2 separate regions of the Triticum aestivum genome follow, and region 2 is linked to region 1. Evidence: chromatin contacts called from public HiCAR-type data. All regions are on one chromosome and are shown on one strand. Each heading gives the region's core, a stretch centred on a gene start, on an enhancer-like site or on the middle of the called end of the contact. The rest is flanking DNA. Distances are from core to core; before and after follow the strand shown. Region 1 holds the start of LOC123141132 (reticulon-like protein B1). Region 2 holds the start of LOC123141152 (RING-H2 finger protein ATL67).

Region 1 (4,571 bases), core at 711-3,210:
CTGGTTTATTTTTTTTATTTTTTTGCTATTTGTTTTGAATTTACGGTCCATCTAGGTCCATTCTACTCGTGTGTAAATACTCCATGGCGTGCATGGGCCTCATCAGTGGCAGAGCTTCATGGGGGCTAACCTGGGCCATGGACCCCAGCTCACAAGAAAACAAGCCTCATCTCTTAGTATTAGGCCTATTTTCCACAAGCCTCATCTCTTAGTATTATGGCCAAGTGGAAAACCTCGTCGGTGTTTAGAGCTGCTTTTGAAATGAGCTAATCACTTCTTTTTTTGGAAAATGAGTGAACAATAGTTTCACACTTTGATGTTAGGTTTATGTCATCTCTTTCGGTTTTCATATTTCCTAAAAGAATGAAAGAGTGAATTTGATTCTTCCAAAAGAGATACATAAACGATCTATTCTTTTGAAATGAGTGAAATCCACTTTTTGTAAATGACTAGAACAATGCCCGTGCGGTGCAACCGGATATAAACATTCTAGTACGTTAGCTTGTGATTTACCTGTCAATAATAATGTGATTTGTGTAAATAAATGCTGATCAAATTCTGCCCGTGAATTACCTTATATTTTGATTAGAAGTCTGGTAAGTAATTAAAGTGAAATTGATTCAGAAGGTAAGTAAATTAAAGTGATTGATTATCATATACATGGAAAGTTGGACGAAGGGGTGATGGGAAGAAGGGTAAAATGAGAATGTTACATTATTTTTAAGTAGTATAAGATATAAGATATAAGAGATAAGAGATAGAGATATTCCTCTTTGAAATGAGTGAAATCAAAAAGTGAAAATAGTTTTTTGAAATGAGTGAAACTTTTTTATATGAGCAAAGTAATAAAGATGACTCTTTTGAAACAGTCAAAAACACTGTTATGAAATAGTGGGAAAATGTAAATATCATTTTTTGAAAGAGTGGAACAATGTAATATTTACGAAATTAGCAAAATCTGTATTTTCAAATGAGTGAATCGGTTACTTCAAATGAGTGTTTTTTTTTGTTTAGTGGAATCAACTTTTAAAAATGAGTGAAATTATTTAGTGAAATCTTTTTCCAACAACTGAAACTGTAAAATGATAGAAACAATAAGTTCAAACTAGTCAAAATGCATCTAGCATCGGTCTTGCTTTGAAGATTTTGTCCCCCTGAATTCAAGTATGTAAACAAAGCTTGGCGAACGAAATATTGGTTCGGAAGTTCCGAGCAATTCAAAATGTCACGGCGAGAATAAAATGCAAGTCTTTTGTTTAGAGAGTCTTTGTGTGCATGTCAGTGCGTTTTGTATGTGTACCTCCACTCCTCTAGGCTCCGGCTCTAGAGCTATCTATATATGCTCAGCTGTTAATTCCGCCATGTCAAAGCTCGAGATCACGATGCTTGCAAACGATCTTGACGTGCTGCTCACGACGCTGAACCGCCCGAAAAACTCGCAAAAAGAATTATCCGGACAAAATTTCAAAGACTTTCGTTTTCGGCAACTGTGCCCTCCGGCCCATAAAAATGACGGGACCGAACCGAGCCGGCGTCCATCCAGAAGGTTCCAGCCTGCACGAGCCGCGACCCCGTCCCCGCCGACGGATGCCAGGGCCCCGCCACGCGTCGCCCACACACCATCGGCTCCCCATCCCTCCTCGCGATCTCCACCCGTCCGTCCCATTCATTATCATCACCCCGGCCCCCACCTGCGTGGGCCCCACGGCAGGAATGACTCCTCCACCATCCCTGTCGCGGCCGTTGCTGCCGAGAAGTACTCGCCCCGTGCACCCACCCCGTCTCCCCACACTCACTGCCCGGTAGGCCCCACGCCCCCGACTCCCGGGGCCGGACCCACGCGAGCAGGAGGCGGCCCCGCGCGGGCGTTTTCCCTGAGCCGTCCGTGCCGAGATGGACGGCTGGGGGGCGCGTCACGCGGGGCACAAAACACGCGGCCCCGAAGCACGGGAAAGGAAAGGAGAGAGGGATTGAGATTCCAGCGGCGACGGCAGGCAGGCAGGCAGAAAAGGCGTTGCCAAACAGAAGCGTCGCGTTGGGGAGAGAGGGGGAGCGGCGGGCGAGCGAGCGAAGCATCCATGGCGGAGCACAAGGAGGAGTCGGTGATGGACAAGATCACGGAGAAGTTCCACGGCGGGTCCTCGTCCTCCTCGTCGTCCGACGACGACGAGAGGAAGTCGGGGTCGTCGTCGTCCGTCAAGGCCAAGATCTACCGCCTCTTCGGCCGCGAGAAGCCCGTCCACTCCGTCCTCGGCGGCGGCAAGCGTGAGTCCCCCCCTCCCCCCGCTCGCGCGCTTCGCTTCCGCCGCGTGGTTTCGTAGATCCGGCCGCACCGGGGTCTCGCGCTCCCGCGGGGCTTGCCCGGGCGCTCAAGAGGAAACCTGCGGTTGCTCTGGTCTCTCTGGAAAATTTCGTGTCCGTCGAGATAGGTCTCGCTGATTGCTAGTGTGCGTAGGAAGCGTCCCGATCTGCGATTTTCCGAGCCCAGGTTCCGCGGCATTGCCCGTCCGCAGGGTGTGAATAGGGTAGCATACATCAGATTAGTACTATTTGTGATTGAAGTGATTGTGCGATTCTGCTGCTCTGCTCTGCTGCATCCTAGTACTAGCTTAAACCCTGAGATGCTCTGTTTGTTTTCTAGGAGTTGATAGATTGCTTGTTGGTCTGGGCTTCTGATGTGCTGTGCTTATGTGTTATTTTTGCAGCTGCCGACCTCTTCCTGTGGAGGAACAAGAAGATCTCCGGTGGGGTGCTCGCGGGCGCCACCGCCATCTGGCTGCTGTTTGAGGTCCTGGAGTACCATCTCCTCACCCTCCTCTGCCACGGCTTCATCCTCACCCTGGGCATCCTCTTCCTCTGGTCCAACGCCTCTGCCTTCGTCAACAAGTGAGCTTCACTAAATTTCCCTTGTTATTTGCACCCAGATCAGTTATAGGATGACAATGCCTGGTTAACCTGGATCAATGCTGTGTAATCACAATGATCCTAACAGTTTTAGCAATTGCTCTAGTTTTTGGTTGTAAACAACTGCTTGCAATTGTTTTCAGGTGCCCTCCCAACATTCCAGAGGTGAAGATCCCCGAGGACCTGGCTGTCAATGTTGCCCGCTCGCTGCGATACGAGATCAACAGGGGCTTTGCTAGCCTGAGGGCGATTGGTCAAGGCCGTGACCTGAAGAAATTCCTGATTGTACGTTGATTGGTTGTGTGATTTAGTTTCCTTTAGCCTTCACTGCTTAAACCCTGTTTATGTTATCAGTCGCTTATATTGTGTCGTCTCTTTGTTCTCAGGTGGTTGCAGGCCTGTGGATCCTCTCTTTCCTTGGCAGCTGCTGCAATTTCCTGACCTTGTTCTACATAGGTAAATGTGGTTTCTTGCTACAGTCTGTTTGTTACTTACATATGTGCAATAAGCTTGCGTAGCATTGTTTCACTGATCATGCCTTCTTGTTTGCAGTCTTCATGGTGCTTTACACCGTGCCTGTTCTGTACGAGAAGTATGAGGACAAGATCGATGCTTTTGGAGAGAAGGCCATGGTCGAGCTGAAGAAGTACTACGCCATCTTCGATGAGAAGTGCCTGTCCAAGATTCCCAAGGGTCCGTCCAAGGATAAGAAGCAGCATTAGAACGGTAGAGAGTACCCTGCGCAGATTTACTTTCAAAGTTGATCACTACTCGTCGGTTTTCAAGGATGGTTGTGATTCCATGTCCGTAGCTGATAGTAGATACCACTATCTGGTCAAAACCCTGGCACGGTCAGTAGTCATGACGTGCAACTTCTACGAACTTAAAAGTCATGCCAGCTTTTGCTCAATATCCTGTTTCCAATTCTATGTTCAACGTAGCATCCTCACTTGCAAGTCGTGTTGGTGTAATATGGCAGTGATGTTTGCGACTTTAGTAGACTTGCTATAATGAATGAAGTGGCTCTTTTGGTGTTATGTCATTCCTTGGGTTCATATACACAATGAAGTGGCTCTTTTGGGTGTTCTGTAATTCGTGGGGTTTATATCGTTTGTTGGTGTCGATATGCCTATGCATCCTGGAGGCTTCAGTTGATTCGGATGAATGTATTGTCTATCATGTTTGTGTGCTGAAGCGTCTAGTTAGATTTGTCGGATCACTTGTGGCTTGTGTATGTATAAACCACCTTGAATTTCAACGCTCTCTCTTGGGTATTGAGCCTTTGATTGAGAAGTAAATACAGCATTAACATCTTGGAAATTACTCCCTCCTTTCTTAGATTTGCCTAAATACGGATGTTCAAGTCACGTTTTAGTATTAGATACGCCCTCCGTTCTTTAAAGAATGTACTTTCAACTTTGTTGGTGGGTTACGAGGCTGTTTTCCTCTTGTACGTGGCGGCTGCAACCCTAGCTGCCGCCAGAGGCCGATTTTCAACGCCGTTCTCCGGCGGCTCCCCTCCGCCGTCGACCTCGGTCGTCGGTGGTGAGGGGGGTCGCCGGATCCACGCGTGTGGATCATTTTTACTCTTTCATAGTCTAGGTTTTTAGGTTGTTCATCGTCTTTGCTTCGCCGGCGACGATGACGACGCTGAATAAATATTCTTC
Region 2 (4,835 bases), core at 70-2,569, 350 kb before region 1:
ATCAGCCTGTCGCTTAGGCACAATCATACCTCGAACAACGACAACAGGAGCTATAATTAAGATAACCAACACAGAAGTAATGTACCATGAAATTGACCAATCATATAACCGGAATAGCGGTTTGGTAACTAACAATCCACATACAAGTACTGTATGGCAACAGGTAACATCAGTCGATATAAGCTATATTAGAACGGAGGAACAATGTATTTACACAGCTTGTCTGCCAGCCTCGGTCCATCGATCTACTGCAAAACTTCTGCTGTTCTAGCTGAACAATCTGAAGATACTCCTAAGTAACCCCGCAGATTAGCGAAACCTCTCCTGACGATCTCTCTAAGTAATCAAGTCGAATCCCATTCCTGACAAGCAGCAGCGGCGGCGGCAGCAGATGGTGCTAAGAAATGGAGTAAATCTGTCAGGTCACCTGTGGCGGCGGCGGTCGGCGGCGTACTGGGAGAGCGGGACGATCTCGGAGAGCGGGGTGTTGAGCGGGGTGGTGACGGGGGTGGGGATGGGTGAGTTGCGGCAGACGGGGCAGGAGGCGCTGCGGCGCAGCCAGGCGTCGAGGCACATGAGGTGGAAGCGGTGGCGGCACTCGGGCATGATGCGCTGCATCTCCCCGTCGCGGTACTCGCAGAGGCAGATCGAGCAGGCGAGGTCGCCGGCGGCGGCGGCCCGGGAGAAGGGCGCCTTGGGGTAGGAGGCGATCACGGCGGGGTCGAGGCCGACGGGGGTGGACCCGGTGGCGCCCCGCGAGGAGGAGCCCGGCGAGTCGTCCTCGGCGACGAACACGAAGCGCGGCACGGTGATGGAGATGTGGCCCGAGCTGGACGCGGAGGAGGAGGCGGCCCCGTGGCGGCCGGAGTGGTGCTGCTGCTGCTGAGCGCCCTGGTGGTGGTGGTGGGCCGCGGCGCGGCGGCGGCAGCAGAAGTGGTAGGCGAGGAGGATCGCGGCGAGGAGCACGAGGAAGCCGAGCGCGATGGCGATGGCGTAGCCGAGGCCGATGTCGGCGAGCGCGTCGGCGAGGGACATGGCGGCGAGACGGCGGTGGTCGGCGGGGGCGAGACGGTGGGGCGGAATGGCATGGCGAGGTGGGGACGGGCGGGGGGAGGGGGTGGGGTGGGGTGGGGTGGGGGTATTTGTGCGCTGCCTAGGTTTTGCGGGGTGGATGTCGTGGTAGTTGGCGGCATTAATTGCCGGGGATGAGGGAGGAGGGGAGCGGAGTTATGGCGCGGGACGCACGGACGGACGCGCTTGCCCTGCCCTGCCCTGCCGATGCCGTGCTCCCCTCCTCCTCTCTGCTCTGCCGTCGCTGCCCAGCCGGTGTGAAATTGGGGGAGAGGGCGGGGAGGAACGCGTGCGTGAGGTCCCCGGGGGAGCAGCGGGCCATGGTGGGCCGTCGTCGGCCCGGCGGTGTGAAACGGGAGGAGGCGCTGGCTGGTGGGCTAGACGATCCTGTTCTTGTTGACTGGCGGACACACACACACAACAGTAGCTGGTGTGCAGGCCTACGAGCCGGGTACGAGATGGGGACAGTGCGTACGGGATCGCGTTGTTCCAAAAAAACAAAACGTACGAGATGGTTGGGGCATTCGAGGAGTTGACGATGGTGTTCTTCGAAGCAGCGGAACGCGGAACAGAGGGTTCTCGGTAGCAGGGTAGCAGGCCCACGACACCAAAAAAAGAAAATGCGCCGTTGCCGGGGATCGAACCCGGGTCACCCGCGTGACAGGCGGGAATACTTACCACTATACTACAACGACTTGTTGTTTGTGTTTTGGTTTGTTTTAAAATTGATGTGACATGGGCGTGGAGAATGGCGACCCAGTGCCGGGCTCAATGGTAGAGCGTTCGAATAAGACGGGAAATTCAGATGGGACGTTCAGCTTGCTGATTTCGGAAGAGCGAGGGAGAGAGAGAGCTGAGTTGTGAGCAAATCCTGAGGACGGATAAATTCACTTTAGAGCAGACTGTGTGATGTAAAGGCCGGGGCCAGCCCCCATTTTCAAGGAAAAACAAAAGAGCAGACTATGTGTACAGCATGGAGCATGTTCAGTGCAGATGCGTGGAGAATATGGTTTACAGGTGGAACGAATTCTCTTTCGCAAAAAAAAAAGTGGAAGGGAAGCTATCTAGGCATTGACCAAAAGGAAATCTTTCGGGTTTCGGAACAAAATGTAATGGAATGTCATGGTTCTATGTCACAGGAATGGGACAGTTGTCTTTGTGCTTAGTACTAATAATTCAAAGGAATGGATTTGTTTATCTCAACTAGAATTGGTTTGGATTTGAGTAAAAAAAGTCCCGCTTCAGTACAACCCACTAATTTTTATTTTCGAAAAGGGGGTTCGCCCCGGCCTCTGCATCATAACAATGCATACAACCATGTTATTGATAACCAAAAAGGTCCAACGAGGGTTCGCCCCGGCCTCTGCATCATAACAATGCATACAACCATGTTATTGATAGCCAAAAAGGTCCAACGGGGGTTCGCCCCGGCCTCTGCATCATAACAATGCATACAACCATGTTATTGATAACCAAAAAGGTCCAACATAAGTCTTAAGGTCCCAAACAAGAATGAAAAAAGAAGAAAGCTCATAAAGAGCCCGAAAGCAAATAAAAGGATAGCCGCAACCGGCCGGCAAAATTAAAGATAGGAAACTAAACCCCTATCCTATTACATGACCGCCATCCAAACCGGTTGAAGATATCCCGTGCTACGGTCTCCCATTGGATAGATTCAGTAACCAAGTGCTCCCTGGCCTCCATCGGAGTGAGTAGAGACCACATACGGATGAGTGTAGTGGCCCTGAAAATAACCTGCAAGACATGAATATTTGTTATTCTGTTAAAGACCAAGTCGTTCTGCAGTTCCAAACTGCCCATAATAAAGCACAAACTCCTACATGGATGTGTCTCGCTGTTTCTGCATCGATCCCATCTAGCCACGTCCCAAATAACGTGTTGATGGAATTCGGAGAAGTAATATTAAAAGCTATGTGGACCGACCTCCACAAATTTTTTGCCAAAGGGCAGTCAAGAAAGAGGTGTTTGATCGATTCATCACTATCACAAAAACTACATCGTTTAGATCCAGTCCAGTTGCGCTTCACCAAATTGTCCTTAGTTAGGATAACTTGTTTGTGGACAAACCACATGAATACTTTGATTTTTAAAGGCACTTTGACTTTCCAAACATGTTTCGAACTAGGAAGAACGCTAGTATTGATAATATCCAAATACATGGATTTAACCGAAAACTCACCACTCTTAGTTAATTTCCAGCACAATTGATCGGGATGTTGAGAGAGGTGTACATCCGTCAATCTTCTAACCAGATGGAGCCATGCTTCCCAATGTTTTCCCGCTCGCGTCCTCCTGAATTGAGTATTCAGAGGATTGGACTGTAGTACTGTTGCAACGTAAGTGTCTCTTCGCTGAACAATATTATAGAGAAAAGGATATTGGATCGCAAGGGGCGTCTCCCCTTGCCATGTATCCTCCCAGAATCTTGTAGAAGTACCATTTCCAACCACAATTTTTGTCCTGTTAAAAAATACTGATTTCACTCTCATCAATCCCTTCCAAAAGGGCGAATCGGCCGGTCTTACCGTCACCTGGGACAAGGTTTTTGGACTGAAGGTACTTATTACGAAGAATTTGGGCCAAAGTGGCATCCGTCTCTACAAATAGCTTATACATCCACTTGCTGAGAAGACATTTGTTCTTCACCTCTAGATTTTCAATACCAAGACCCCCTTGATCTTTCGGCCTACAAATGATATCCCACTTAGCGAGTCTGTACTTTCGTTTTAATTCATCACTCTGCCTGAAGAAGCGCGATCGATGGAAATCTAGTCTTTTCCGTACTCCAACTAGTACTTCAACAAAAAGACAAGAGAAACATAGGCATACTTGTGAGAACCGAATTGATCAGAATCAACCGTCCTCCGTATGACATAAGCTTGCCCTTCTAGCAACTCAGTTTTTTTCAAATCAATCTCCGATGCACTTCCACTCCTTGTTGGAAAGCTTGCGATGGTGGATTGGTATACCCAAATATGTGAAGGCTAAAGACCCCAATTCGCACCCGAACAATTCCTTGTAAGCTTGTTGTTCATTTTTACCTCTCCCAAAGCAGAACAATTCAATTTTATGGAAGTTAATCTTTAACCCCGACAATTGTTCGAACAAGCACAACACCAGCTTCATGTTTCTAGCTTTAGCCAAATCATGCTCCATGAAGATGATAGTATCATCAGCGTATTGTAGGATAGACACTCCTCCATCCACTAAATGTGGAACGAGGCCACCTACCTGGCCATCATCCTTAGCCCTGCCTATTAGGATTGTCAACATGTCAACGACTATGTTGAACAGAATCGGAGACATCGGATCTCCTTGTCTCGGACCCTTGTGTGTCTGGAAATAATGACATATGTCATCAATTACCCTGATTCCCACACTCCCTTTTTGCGTGAATGATTCTACCTGGTCCCTCCAGACCTGGTCGAAACCTTTCATACGCAAGGCCTGCTGAAGAAATGGCCATTTTACCTTATCATACGCTTTCTCAAAATCCACTTTGAAAACCACCCCATCGAGTTTTTTCGTGTGGATTTCATGGAGCGTTTCATATAAGACCACAACCCCTTCTAGGATGTTTCTGTCCGGCCTGAAAGTAGTTTGATACGGCTGCACCATAGAATGTGCAATCTGCGTGAGCCTATTAGTCCCAACTTTGGTGAAGATTTTAAAGCTAACATTAAGCAAGCAGATTGGCCTAAATTGCTCAATCCTCACGGCCTCTATTTTCTTAGGAAGCAAAG

Evidence for each region. HiCAR-type assays count read pairs that join an accessible place to other places.
Region 2: a contact with region 1 is called in a HiCAR-type map of leaf, with 9 times the contacts expected there. The contact joins the promoter of LOC123141152 here to the promoter of LOC123141132 in region 1. A contact is called at or near these places in 1 of 5 Hi-C or Micro-C datasets (leaf) and 1 of 1 datasets of contacts at active chromatin or transcription factors (leaf).

The regions. Positions count from the first base shown.
Region 1 is chr1B:596,113,770-596,118,340 of IWGSC CS RefSeq v2.1, reverse strand. It overlaps LOC123141132 (reticulon-like protein B1), which reads left to right and starts at 1,960. Exons shown (of 5, transcript XM_044560360.1): 1 at 1,960-2,265; 2 at 2,706-2,886; 3 at 3,048-3,189; 4 at 3,291-3,360; 5 at 3,457-3,946. The coding sequence starts at 2,079. The coding sequence ends at 3,626.
Region 2 is chr1B:596,463,489-596,468,323 of IWGSC CS RefSeq v2.1, reverse strand. LOC123141152 (RING-H2 finger protein ATL67) reads right to left here and starts at 1,319. Exons shown (of 1, transcript XM_044560376.1): 1 at 74-1,319. The coding sequence starts at 1,035. The coding sequence ends at 424. TRNAD-GUC (transfer RNA aspartic acid (anticodon GUC)) reads right to left here and starts at 1,766; the gene lies at 1,695-1,766.